Regions from separate parts of the Mus musculus genome. Here region 1 is linked to region 2. A link is a contact called in public HiChIP or PLAC-seq data. All regions are on one chromosome and are shown on one strand. Each heading gives the region's core, a stretch centred on a gene start, on an enhancer-like site or on the middle of the called end of the contact. The rest is flanking DNA. Distances are from core to core; before and after follow the strand shown. Region 1 has its middle 7.9 kb from the start of Mir7080. Region 2 holds the start of 9330133O14Rik (RIKEN cDNA 9330133O14 gene).

Region 1 (5,195 bases), core at 1,502-4,001, 690 kb before region 2:
ATGTGGTGAAGCACACCTGTAACCCTAGTAGCACTTGGGAGACAGAGGCCAATGGATCTCTGGGAGGTCAAGGTCAGCTTGATCTATGTGATGGTTTGTATATTCTTGGACCAGGGAGTGGCACCATTTGGAGGTGTGGCCTTGTTGGAATAGGTGTGACCTGGTTGGGATGGGTGTGCCACTGTGGGTGTGGGCTTAAGATCCTCACCCTACTTGCCTGGAAGTCAGTCTTCCACTAGCAGCCTTTGGATGAAGATGTAGAACTCACAGCTCTGCCTGTGCCATGCCTGTCTAGATGCTGCCCTGCTCCCACCTTGATGATAATGGACTGGACCTCTGAACCTGTAAGCCGGCCCCAAATAAATGTTGCTTTTTATAAGACTTGCCTTGGTCATGGTGTCTGTTCACAGCAGTAAAGCCCTAACTTAGACAGTCTACATAGAGAGTTCCAACTCACCCAGTGCTACTTGGTGAGACCTTGTCTCAAAACAACAAGAAAAACCCAGGAGTCCCCAGTGGCCTGGAAGCACTGTGCCTCAACAGCAGAGAAAGAAATGGAAGTCAAGTCCCAGCACTTGGCACATGCCCAGAAGGGCTGAGAAGAAGGCACAAAAGGTGGCAAGTGTTCTGGATGGGCCCTGCCTCCTGACAAACTGTGTTCACCCTGGGACCAGCGGGCCAGCCTCCAAAAACTGAGTATAGGGACGTCCAGAGCAGCCCCCTAGCTAAAGAAGGATGCACAGCACAGAGGCAATGGAGGGGGAACCTCCTACCATGGGGTGAGAGATACGTATTCTGGATGCTACAGGTCAGTGAGAAGAGGGCCACGTGTACAGAGATTCCATGCACATAAGGTCCAAAGCCCAGCAAAACAGTAGGTGACCTTGTGACCATTTGGGGAAGTAGTAGCACCAGGGTGCTCCCAGGAGGTGCTCCCAGAAGGTGCTCCAGACCACAAAGAGGCACAGATACTTGTCTCGAGCCACAATAGCTAATGATCCAGGATGGGCCCAGGGTTTTTTTTAGATGAGTCCAGCAAGGACTTAGGATGGAGCTGAGCCAGTAAGAGCAGGCTCTCTTGGTAATATAGACTGGAATTGGGAGTGTAATTGTAATGGAGTCTTAAAGGACATACTGACCCTCTTCTAGACTCTCCTTTAGGGCCAGGAGCCTGGACTACGCAATGCAGCAGTCTAGGAAAAAAGAGAAACTATGTGAGCCAGAAGGAGTGCTCTCTCTCTCTCTCTCTCTCTCTCTCTCTGTGTGTGTGTGTGTGTCTGCGTCTGTGTCTGTCTGTCTGTCTCTATGTTTCTATGTCTCCGTCTCTCTGTCTCTGTCTGTCTCTGTATCTGTCTCTCTGTATCTGTCTCTGTCTCTCTGTATCTTTCTCTGTCTCTGTCTCTCCCTCTCTGTCTCTGTCTCTCTGTCTCTCTCCCTCTGTTTCACATGATGACTGAGACCTTGATATTTATTATCCTGAAACCCCACCAAGGATCACCTTGAAGTCTAGGCCTCAGGCCTGGCCAGGGTCAGGGTTGTGGCCCTGGCTGAGAGAGAACACTGAGAAGCAGCTGGCTCTGGAGGTGTCTTAGGACGTGTCCCCAAGTCTCATCTTGGTTGCTGAAGTAGATGCCACCAAAGCTAGAGCCCAGAGCAAGGGAGGAACCCCTGCTGCCTCACAGCCCTGCCCACCTCCTTTAGCCCAGGGCTGTTTCTCGGGGATATTCTGTTCAACATTGGTAACTCTGAGGATTTAGCCCATTAACCCTTGGCCATCAGTTCCCCCACCCACAGCCTAAAACGACGACATGTAACTCCTGGCACCCTGAACAGATGGCTTCTTACCCTACTTCCTCTGGCTGAGATTCTCGTATACTTGTAAAATGGAGCCTTCTAGGGGTGAGGCTACCCAGGGCAAACTCCACGAACCCACCTAATGCCTGAATTTTCATGCATGTGGTAAGGGGCATAGCTCTCTCGTGCACTGGCCTTCAAGCCCCAGTGCTCATTTACAAACTGGGCACAGTGACATAGCTGTTCAAGAGAGATACAGGCTTCACCCTGCAGATAACCTCTTTAAATCTGGATGTTCTTGTTGGGTTAAAGCCCCATAGAGTAGGCCAACTGGGAGAGTCTTGGAAGAGGCTTCAATAGTTAAAGCAACAGAGGAGAGTGCGGCCCTTCCCACACATGCACACTCAGACACATGGTAAAACAACACACAAACATGCGCGCGCACACGCGCACACGCGCGCGCACACACACACACACACTTGTGTGTGCACAGACACACACCTGAACACACCTGTATACATAACCAAAACTCAAGGCTTTGCAACCTGGGAGTCAAGCACGAAGGGCCCAGCTCAAGATTCTGCTGTGCATTCTTGGCTAACTGGCTGCATTTCTCTGAGTTCAACTCCCCTTTCCATGAAACGCACACACGCACTCACAGTAGGCCATCACGTGGGGCTGTTGTGAGAACTCAACACAGCAGGCAATGTTTAAGCAAATGGCTTAGGGAGTTCTGAGGAGGGAGGGATACTCCACCGTGTACAGGCACTGGATCTGGTGAGAGGAGGAGGGAGGGGGGAAGAGAGTTAGAAGAGAGAGGGGAGGGAGCAGGGAAGACACACCCCTAGAGCTGGCTGGTTGCCCACCATAAGGGGCCTGCACAGACAGGACAGGACAGGACCAGGTGGTGAAGGGAATGGGCTTCACTCACAGCTCTTGTGTGATTGGCCAGACTGCGTGGGGCTTGTCTGACAGCTTTTCAGCCCCCACACCAATTACAGGCACTTAGTCACAGGTTCCTGCCTGCACTTCCTCTCAGCAGCAGGGGAAAGAACAGCCTTCCAGTCCTTCTCACCCCCTCCATCCAGGCCTAGCTTGGATGAGGAGCAGGAGAGGCACTAATCCAGCCAGGCAGAGCTTGGCCTCCGAGGCCCAGGGGGCTCTGGAGGAGGGACAGTGAGGGGGGGAACACATTTAGAACACAGAGGAGGGACCTACAGAAGCTGGCTGTCCCCTTAGACTAATAAGCTGATACCACAAATCAGACTGACCACCACCCACCCTACCTCCTACAAAAGTCTTTATGTTACATCAGAGTGCATGGCAGGTCGAGCCGAAGTGCAGCGCTCAGAGCATAAGAAACTCTCAGTCGATTCAGTAAGGCAGCTATGTGGCTCTGCCTGAAGTCTCTCCTCTCTTAACAGTGACAGCAGCCAGGGCTGAATCTTAGGTAACTGAGAGAGGGGGACCATAAGGGGTCCTGAGGTCATTGATCCATTTAGTCAGGACAGAAGCTCACTGGGCCTGGAGACTTATTCTCATGACACTGGCCATGGGCCACTCTTGGCATGGTGGCCCCTTGGTGGCTAATATTTCAACTGAGCAGGACAGTATGTGGTATTTGTAGGAGTTTTGTTTATTTGTTTTTGTTTTTCAGGACAGAGTCTCTCTGTGTAGCCCTGGCTGTCCTATAACTCAATCTCTGGAACAGGCTGGCCTTGAACACAGAGATCTGCCTGCCTCTACCTCCTGAGTACTAGGATTAATGGTGTGCACCACCACCACCCAACATTTTTTTGTTTGTTTGTTTTTGTTTTTTTAAACAGGGTCCTCTTATGTAGCCTTAGCTAGCCTAGGATTTACTATGTAGACCAGGCTGGCCTTGAACTTACAGAAATCTGATATATCCACTTTCTGAATTCTGAGATCACTTAGCATGTGGTATTTTAATGACCTAGCTGTAGAAGTGACATTGGAACCCAAGTTCAAAAAGACAGAATGTAAGCCTACCTCTCAGTGGTACACTCGTAGCCCTGTTAAGTAGCCATACTTGTCTCTGGCAGACAAGGAACAAGGATCAGACCCCCTCAGATGGAGAGGCCGCCATCTCAGGCCAAAAGCTGTTAAAGGTCCACAGCTGTTAAACGCTGGTGCTGGCTAGGCAGATCACCCAATGCCTCCAGTTCTGCAGAGCCTGTGGAGAAAGGGCCGATCCCATAGCGTGAGTCAACCTCCAGGGTCCCAGTCAGTCCCAGTGGGTGGGCTTGTGGGGCCTGTGGCCACTCTAGGACCCCTAGTTCAGCCAACTTGGAAATTCTTCACCCAAGTCATTCCCGCGCTATCTGCTCGAGAGTGAGGCTCCAGCTGAGGTTGGGAGGCTCCCCAGCATCTGGGAACGCATTCCATCTGCCTCATTGGCTTTGTCTCACACAGGCTCCCCTCGATTCCAAGATCACATAGCACACACTTTTTTTTTTTTTTAAGATTTATTTTATTAATATATGTAAGTACACTATAGCTGTCTTCAGACACTCCAGAAGAGGGAGTCAGATCTTGTTGCGGATGGTTGTGAGCCACCATGTGGTTGCTGGGATTTGAACTCTGGACCTTCGGAAGAGCAGTCGGGTGCTCTTACCCACTGAGCCATCTCACCAGCCCAGCACACACTTTAAAGTAGCAAAGGGGGTGAACACAGGAACTCGGCCAATCGAGGATGTACTGGCCCTGCCCCCACCCAGCGCCTGACCCAGGCAAGTCCCTCCACTAATCCGAGCCATGATTTCCTTGTGAGGTGAGAGTCTAGGACACACTTCTGGACCAGGTTCCTCAAGCGCTGAGAGAAACTCACCCTCTCCTTGCTTTGTGATCTCTCACCCCTCCAGGCAGCAGCTATCCCAAGCCCTCCACACTGACTCTTCTAACGTGCATAAGCCTTTCCTCCATTCTCTTTCGTCTGCTGCTGCTGCTGCTGGGATCCCAGGTGCCTTGGCTTCACCAGAGAAGAACCCAGGCAAATCTAAAAACTGTCAGGCTCTTGCACTGTGGGACTGGGTCAGACGTGGCTGACACCCTGGGCCCCCAACCTCCTACCCTGCTGGTGTCTCCTTTCCGATATATCCATGGAAGGTACATTTCTCTGGTGTCCTCTCTGTCCCCAAAGAGACCAACATCCACCGGCCCTTCCGGAATCATAGCCAGGTTACCATGGTGATGCCTATTATCCGGGCTTAACAGGAGATGAATCAGTAGCTAAAAATAGCCCCAGAGTGGATAGATAGATTGATAGGTGGGTGGGTCTGATTCGGGGTTGGGACAATTTGTTTTTCTCAGACAAGATAATTGAGAGGAAATCTCAATTAAAAACCCGCCCCCACTCAGACAGGTGGAAGCTGCCCTCAGCC
Region 2 (4,896 bases), core at 1,959-4,458:
GCAAACCTCAGCCATTGGGCTCTCATGCCCCTTGTTAACACCTAAGTAAGGACCACTGTCACCAGATCTTCCCCACAGACATCCCCATGTCTTGCTGCCCTATGAGCTATACTCAAAGGGGACATACCACGGCCTCATGGGTATAGGAAACCATGCCAATATGTCCTTTCCCCTTAAGTAGCACAGCTTGAGCTGCCAGTCTCATTGCCCACCTCAGGGCCAACACCAGTGCTCTTCTTCCCGCACTCAACCTTGCTTTTATTGTATCCTGCCAGACGACTGACTATGCTGGGTGACAAAAATGCCTTCCCTAGGGGAGACATAAACAATGTCTACCCCCTCTCACTAAGGGTTTCTTGGATAAACTAAGGAACAGTTCCATCAAAGTTCACACGGAGGAATTAACAAGTTTATTTGGCTTACTGATAGAGCAATGGGTAATGGGTTATAGGCAGGAACATGGGTGAAGTCAAAGCAGCCGCACTGGTGGGTCTGCACCCAGCACAGATGATGCCCCACCCCACCCCACCTCCAGTCCCTGTCCCCTGCTGTGGCTATGTAGCTGGACACCTCCCACCCTAGTCTTCCCCACACAAATACTCCAGCTCCTCTCCAAGATGTGACGCTACATGCACTTTTGGCAGAATTGCATACAGCTGTTTGGAAGGAGTGGCTGGCTGCTCAGGTAAGGCTGCCTAACTCCTGAAGATGTGGAAGTTTGGCGCATACCTGTTTAAAGGCCATGTTGGGCTGTGGTCACAGAGGCCAAACAAAGGAGGGCCTTTAGAGGTCGCCCAGTGCAGTGGCCTGATTTGTCAGGGCCAAGTGACAGGGGCCAAAATCCAGGCAAAGAACAAGCCAGGGGGAGCGGGAAGGAAGGAACAATGACTCCTGAGGGCTGGTGCCCAGGAACCCGCACAGGTCAGAGGAGGGCTTGGTGACGACCCTCCCGGCCTGAGGAAGGAAGGGATTTGCTTCTTGTGGCAGGGCAAGGAAATTCCAGCCTGGGGTGGGCCCGACCATTTCTCCTTCCCCTCTGCTCAATGCAACTTTCCTTCCTCCCCTAGTTCTGCCCAGGCCCCAAACCTCCCCTCGGACCTTTGCTACCTTAGCCCCCCTAAACACAGCTGCCAGCCTACAGTCACCCACATGATTGGCTGCGCATGCCAGCCAGCCCTGCACTGAGCTGTTTCTTGTTTTTTTTGTTTTTGTTTTTGACAAGGAACCAGAACCCTTGGATGAAATCTACCTCTCTACCAGTCTCTATGGTTACCCAGGCCGGCCAGGTGCTCTGGAACAACTCTGACCTCTGAAGACTTCTCTAGGGAACTGAGTTCAAAGGGACAAGCGACAGGGGCACAGAAATCCACAAACAGCATCCTCCCTTTTGAGGTTGCTTTTAGAGGTTTTCTGTCCCCAGTGCCTGGGCTGGGAACCACAGCTGCACGTTGGTCCCCTCTGCTGGCCTGTTCAGACCAAGCTCTGAGGTGCAAGCAGATGGTCACTCAGCCCTGGTGGACTCTCCTCCCTTCATGTCTCATGCATGTGTGTATCCCTGACCTAACAGTGAACTTCACAAACATGACAGACATTTACAACATTTGATGAGTAGAGAGATGACCTACTACTGACTCTTAGCTTCAAAGTATATGGGGTTTCAGGTACTGGTGTCCTTCAGCTCATGAGGTGACCTTGGTCTCTGTACCTGATAATGTACAAAAATACCCATGGGTGAAACTATTCATTCCGGAGTAAATTAATTGTTCTCTTCTTTCTTTAACTTATTGTTTTTATTTTTTAGAGACAGGATCTCACAGTGAACTTCTGGCTGGCCTTGAACTCACAGAGACATCCTCCCCCCTTCTTCTTCTTTGGGTTTATTTATTTAGGTTTTTTCAAGACATGGTTTCTGTGTAGCCCTGGAACTTACTCTGTAGATCAGGCTGCCCTGGAATTTACAGAAATCCACCTGACCTCTGCCTCCTGAGTGTTGGGATTAAACACACCACCTTTCTGCTGGTGTGTGTGTGTGTGTGTGTGTGTGTGTGTGTGTGTGTGTGTATGAAGCAGAAAAGTTATTGCAAGAGAAATTGAAAATACGAGCCATCTCACAAGCCACAAGGAAACAATAGTGAACTCCCATTGGTCAGCTGTCAGCCTGACTGACAGGCTGTCTACTGTGGCGCAGAAGGCCTATTCACACACTCTCGCTCTAGCAGAGAGAGCTGAGCAATCGATCCAGCTTCCAAGATGGCAGCCGGCCAACAGCTATCAACATCGCCCCAGGCACATAGCTGCTTGGCTGGTTCATCCACTTCTAGGAATCTACGCAAGCACTCTTATACACAATGCAAGGAAAGTCCGGTGCATGGCTTCCAAGGGGGACGGCTTGAGTCAATTACCGACGGTCTAGACAAACAAGGAAGCTGTTTTGGTGTGCAGCTGGAAAGTGTCCAAGAAACTCAGACGTAGAAAAAGCAGCATGGAAAAAAAAAGCAACTCCCATTCACTGTGTAGAAAATGTCAGCCAGAAGGCTGTGAAAGGATTAGGTACCATCCACACTCCTAGGAACAGAACTGGTGGCCTGGGTGGGTATCGTGTGCTCGCACATCTTCGGAACTCTAAGCCATTCAACAGCCACGATTTTACAGGAGGTGGAACCAGGAAGTTGTATCTGTTTCTGTTGGAGAATGGATGGTTAGTTCTGGAAACAGAGGTGACGGTTGTATCAAGTAAATATACTAAAGGTCACTAAACTGTACCGTAAGAATGACACAGAAATGTGCCGATCCATTTCAGCTACGGAAAAAAAAAAAAAAAAAACGACAAAATTCTTGCTTGTGTGGAGCTTGGGAGAGAAAATGCCCATCTCGGATGCAGTACATCCGCCGGCGCGGCGGCTGGACACCTCAGGCAAGCTGTGAGACCCCAGACTGTGGGACCAGGAGACTGGAGGTTGTGACAAGAGAAGTCAGATTGTGAATGTAGAAGATTCCAGGATGTGGGGCTCGGGCGCGACCTTGGGCTGCGGATCCCTCCGGATTCACCGTCTAGTGAGCTTTTCATGCAGCGTAGAGGCTAGATGCGTATCCTTTTTCAGCTCCGCTGTTTCAGCAGCAGATGGCCCCGCTGTCCCGACGGTCACTCAGGCTATCCAGTGGTGCTTGTGCCAGAAGGAGGAACCTTTGTAAGAAGGAGGCCTCCTACGCCTGCGCAGATACCACCTCCTGCGCATGCGTAGATTCCACTCCCTGAGCGGACCCCGCCTCTCGCTCGCAGCCACGAGCTTGCAGGCACCGGGGGCGGGCTCAGTGTCAGCCGCACATCATTCGATCCTGTCCATAGGCTAAAAAGTGGATCATGGGCTCGGCCTGTCGCCTATTGGACAGCACGGGAAAAGCCCGGCCAGCGGGCCAATCATATGGCAGCGCGTGAGTCTGTAGACACCGGGTAATCGGTGCTGGGCTCTCTAGCTCGGGACTCCAGCATCTCAGTTATGGCCTCAGAAAAGCCTCAGGACCTAATGGTCACCTGCACGGCGCCGGTCAACATCGCAGTTATCAAGTACTGTGAGTGCTGGAGACAACAGTCACCTCGGCCGGGATCGGGGCATAGAGCTGGAGGCTGTAGTCACTGGGACCCCTGGGCTCGAGGGTCGGGTTCCAGAGTAGCTGGGCTGGAAAGGGGATCCTCCAGGCTGGAATGAGGGGGAAGTTCGCCACCGTCAGATCCATGGGCACAGTGGTGGAAATGGGGGTTACTACAACCAGGATCGGGGAGCCTGGGAGTTGGAGACCGGGGCACAGGTGCCGGGATCGATGTGCACAGGGCTGGAGATGAGGGTCACTGCTGCCGGGATTCAGGGTCCTAGGGCTGGAGGGAAAGACCAATGTCCCGGATCTGGAGTAGCTGGGCTGGAGAAGGCTGGGAGGGTAGCTCAGGGATGAAGGGGGCGTTGCCATGCAGGGATCCGAGGGGCGCTGGTGAGGGGCAGATCTTCCTCCCTCCCTGGTGACACTTGTAAACTGGGGAGGTATTGCCGGGACCAGGGCTTCTCACCCCAGTCTCCCTCTGCTCTTCCTTCCACCGTGGTCATTTAGAAGTGGATCCACGCAGCCTGTAGATTCTTGAGTTTGGCTCGTTTCAGTACGCACGCTCTTCCCGAGGATTATCCAGGTGGACGCAGCAGGATTTCATTGCCCACTGTTGCTTAGGCCCTAGAACAGGGGCTCTGTTGTTACCAGGAAAACTGCTGCCACATTTATGGGCAGGTTTTGGTGTGAACTTTCATCCTTCCTAGGAAGAATGCCCTGGCAGCTCTGGGAGAACAAGAGTCAGTTCTTCATTCTGTTAATGATCTGTGGGTTCCCTGGGGTGGCAGTACCCAGCTGGTATTCCCACCAGTGCTACGCCAACCCTTAAGATTTAATTAATTTATTTAATGTATATGAGTACATTATAGTTGTGAACCTTCATGTGGTTGTTGGGGATTGAATTTAGTACCTTTGCTTGCTCCAGTCAACCCCAGCTCTCTCTGGCCCAAAGATTTATTTATTATTATAAATAATTATTATAAATAATTACACTGTAGCTATTTCAGGTGCACCACAAGAGGGGGTCAGATCTCATTACAGATGGTTGTGAGCCACCATGTGGTTGCTGGGATTTGAACTCAGGACCTTTGGAAGAGCAATCGGCGCTCTTATCCACTGAGCCATCTCTCCAGCTCCCCATTTCTTACTTCATCTCTTTGCGGGCCATTTCTTCTTTGCGTGGTTGCTGCTTGGAGCACTTCCATGGTGGCTGCTTTAAAGCCTTTGCCAGCAGTTGCAGCATCTCTAGACACTTCAACGTTAGTGTCTTTTGGTTTTTGTCTCAGTGTGAGATCCTCCTTT

The links. HiChIP or PLAC-seq counts read pairs in DNA pulled down with a chosen protein or histone mark.
Region 1: a contact with region 2 is called in an H3K27ac HiChIP or PLAC-seq map of large pre-B cells, with 3 times the contacts expected there. The contact joins the enhancer-like site here to the promoter of 9330133O14Rik in region 2. A contact is called at or near these places in 3 of 39 promoter capture datasets (embryonic stem cells, liver and stem cell-derived epiblast-like cells), 4 of 115 datasets of contacts at active chromatin or transcription factors (astrocytes, differentiating embryonic stem cells, embryonic midbrain and 1 more) and 2 of 9 other capture datasets (embryonic stem cells and liver).

What each region holds. Positions count from the first base shown.
Region 1 is chr8:123,135,372-123,140,566 of GRCm38.p6, reverse strand. No RefSeq gene overlaps it. Among named protein-coding and RNA genes, the nearest start is that of Mir7080, 7.9 kb to the right of the region's middle. Within about 2 kb of position 2,751, at least 137 of the 459 cell types and tissues checked have an H3K27ac peak or open chromatin away from gene starts, as enhancers often do. A contact at or near this core is called in astrocytes, where this site is marked.
Region 2 is chr8:122,441,968-122,446,863 of GRCm38.p6, reverse strand. It overlaps 9330133O14Rik (RIKEN cDNA 9330133O14 gene), which reads right to left and starts at 3,208. Exons shown (of 1, transcript NR_045696.1): 1 at 388-3,208. Mvd (mevalonate (diphospho) decarboxylase) reads left to right here and starts at 3,442. Exons shown (of 10, transcript NM_138656.2): 1 at 3,442-3,570. The coding sequence starts at 3,498. It overlaps Gm20735 (predicted gene, 20735), which reads left to right. Exons shown (of 3, transcript NR_015497.2): 3 at 1,223-1,596.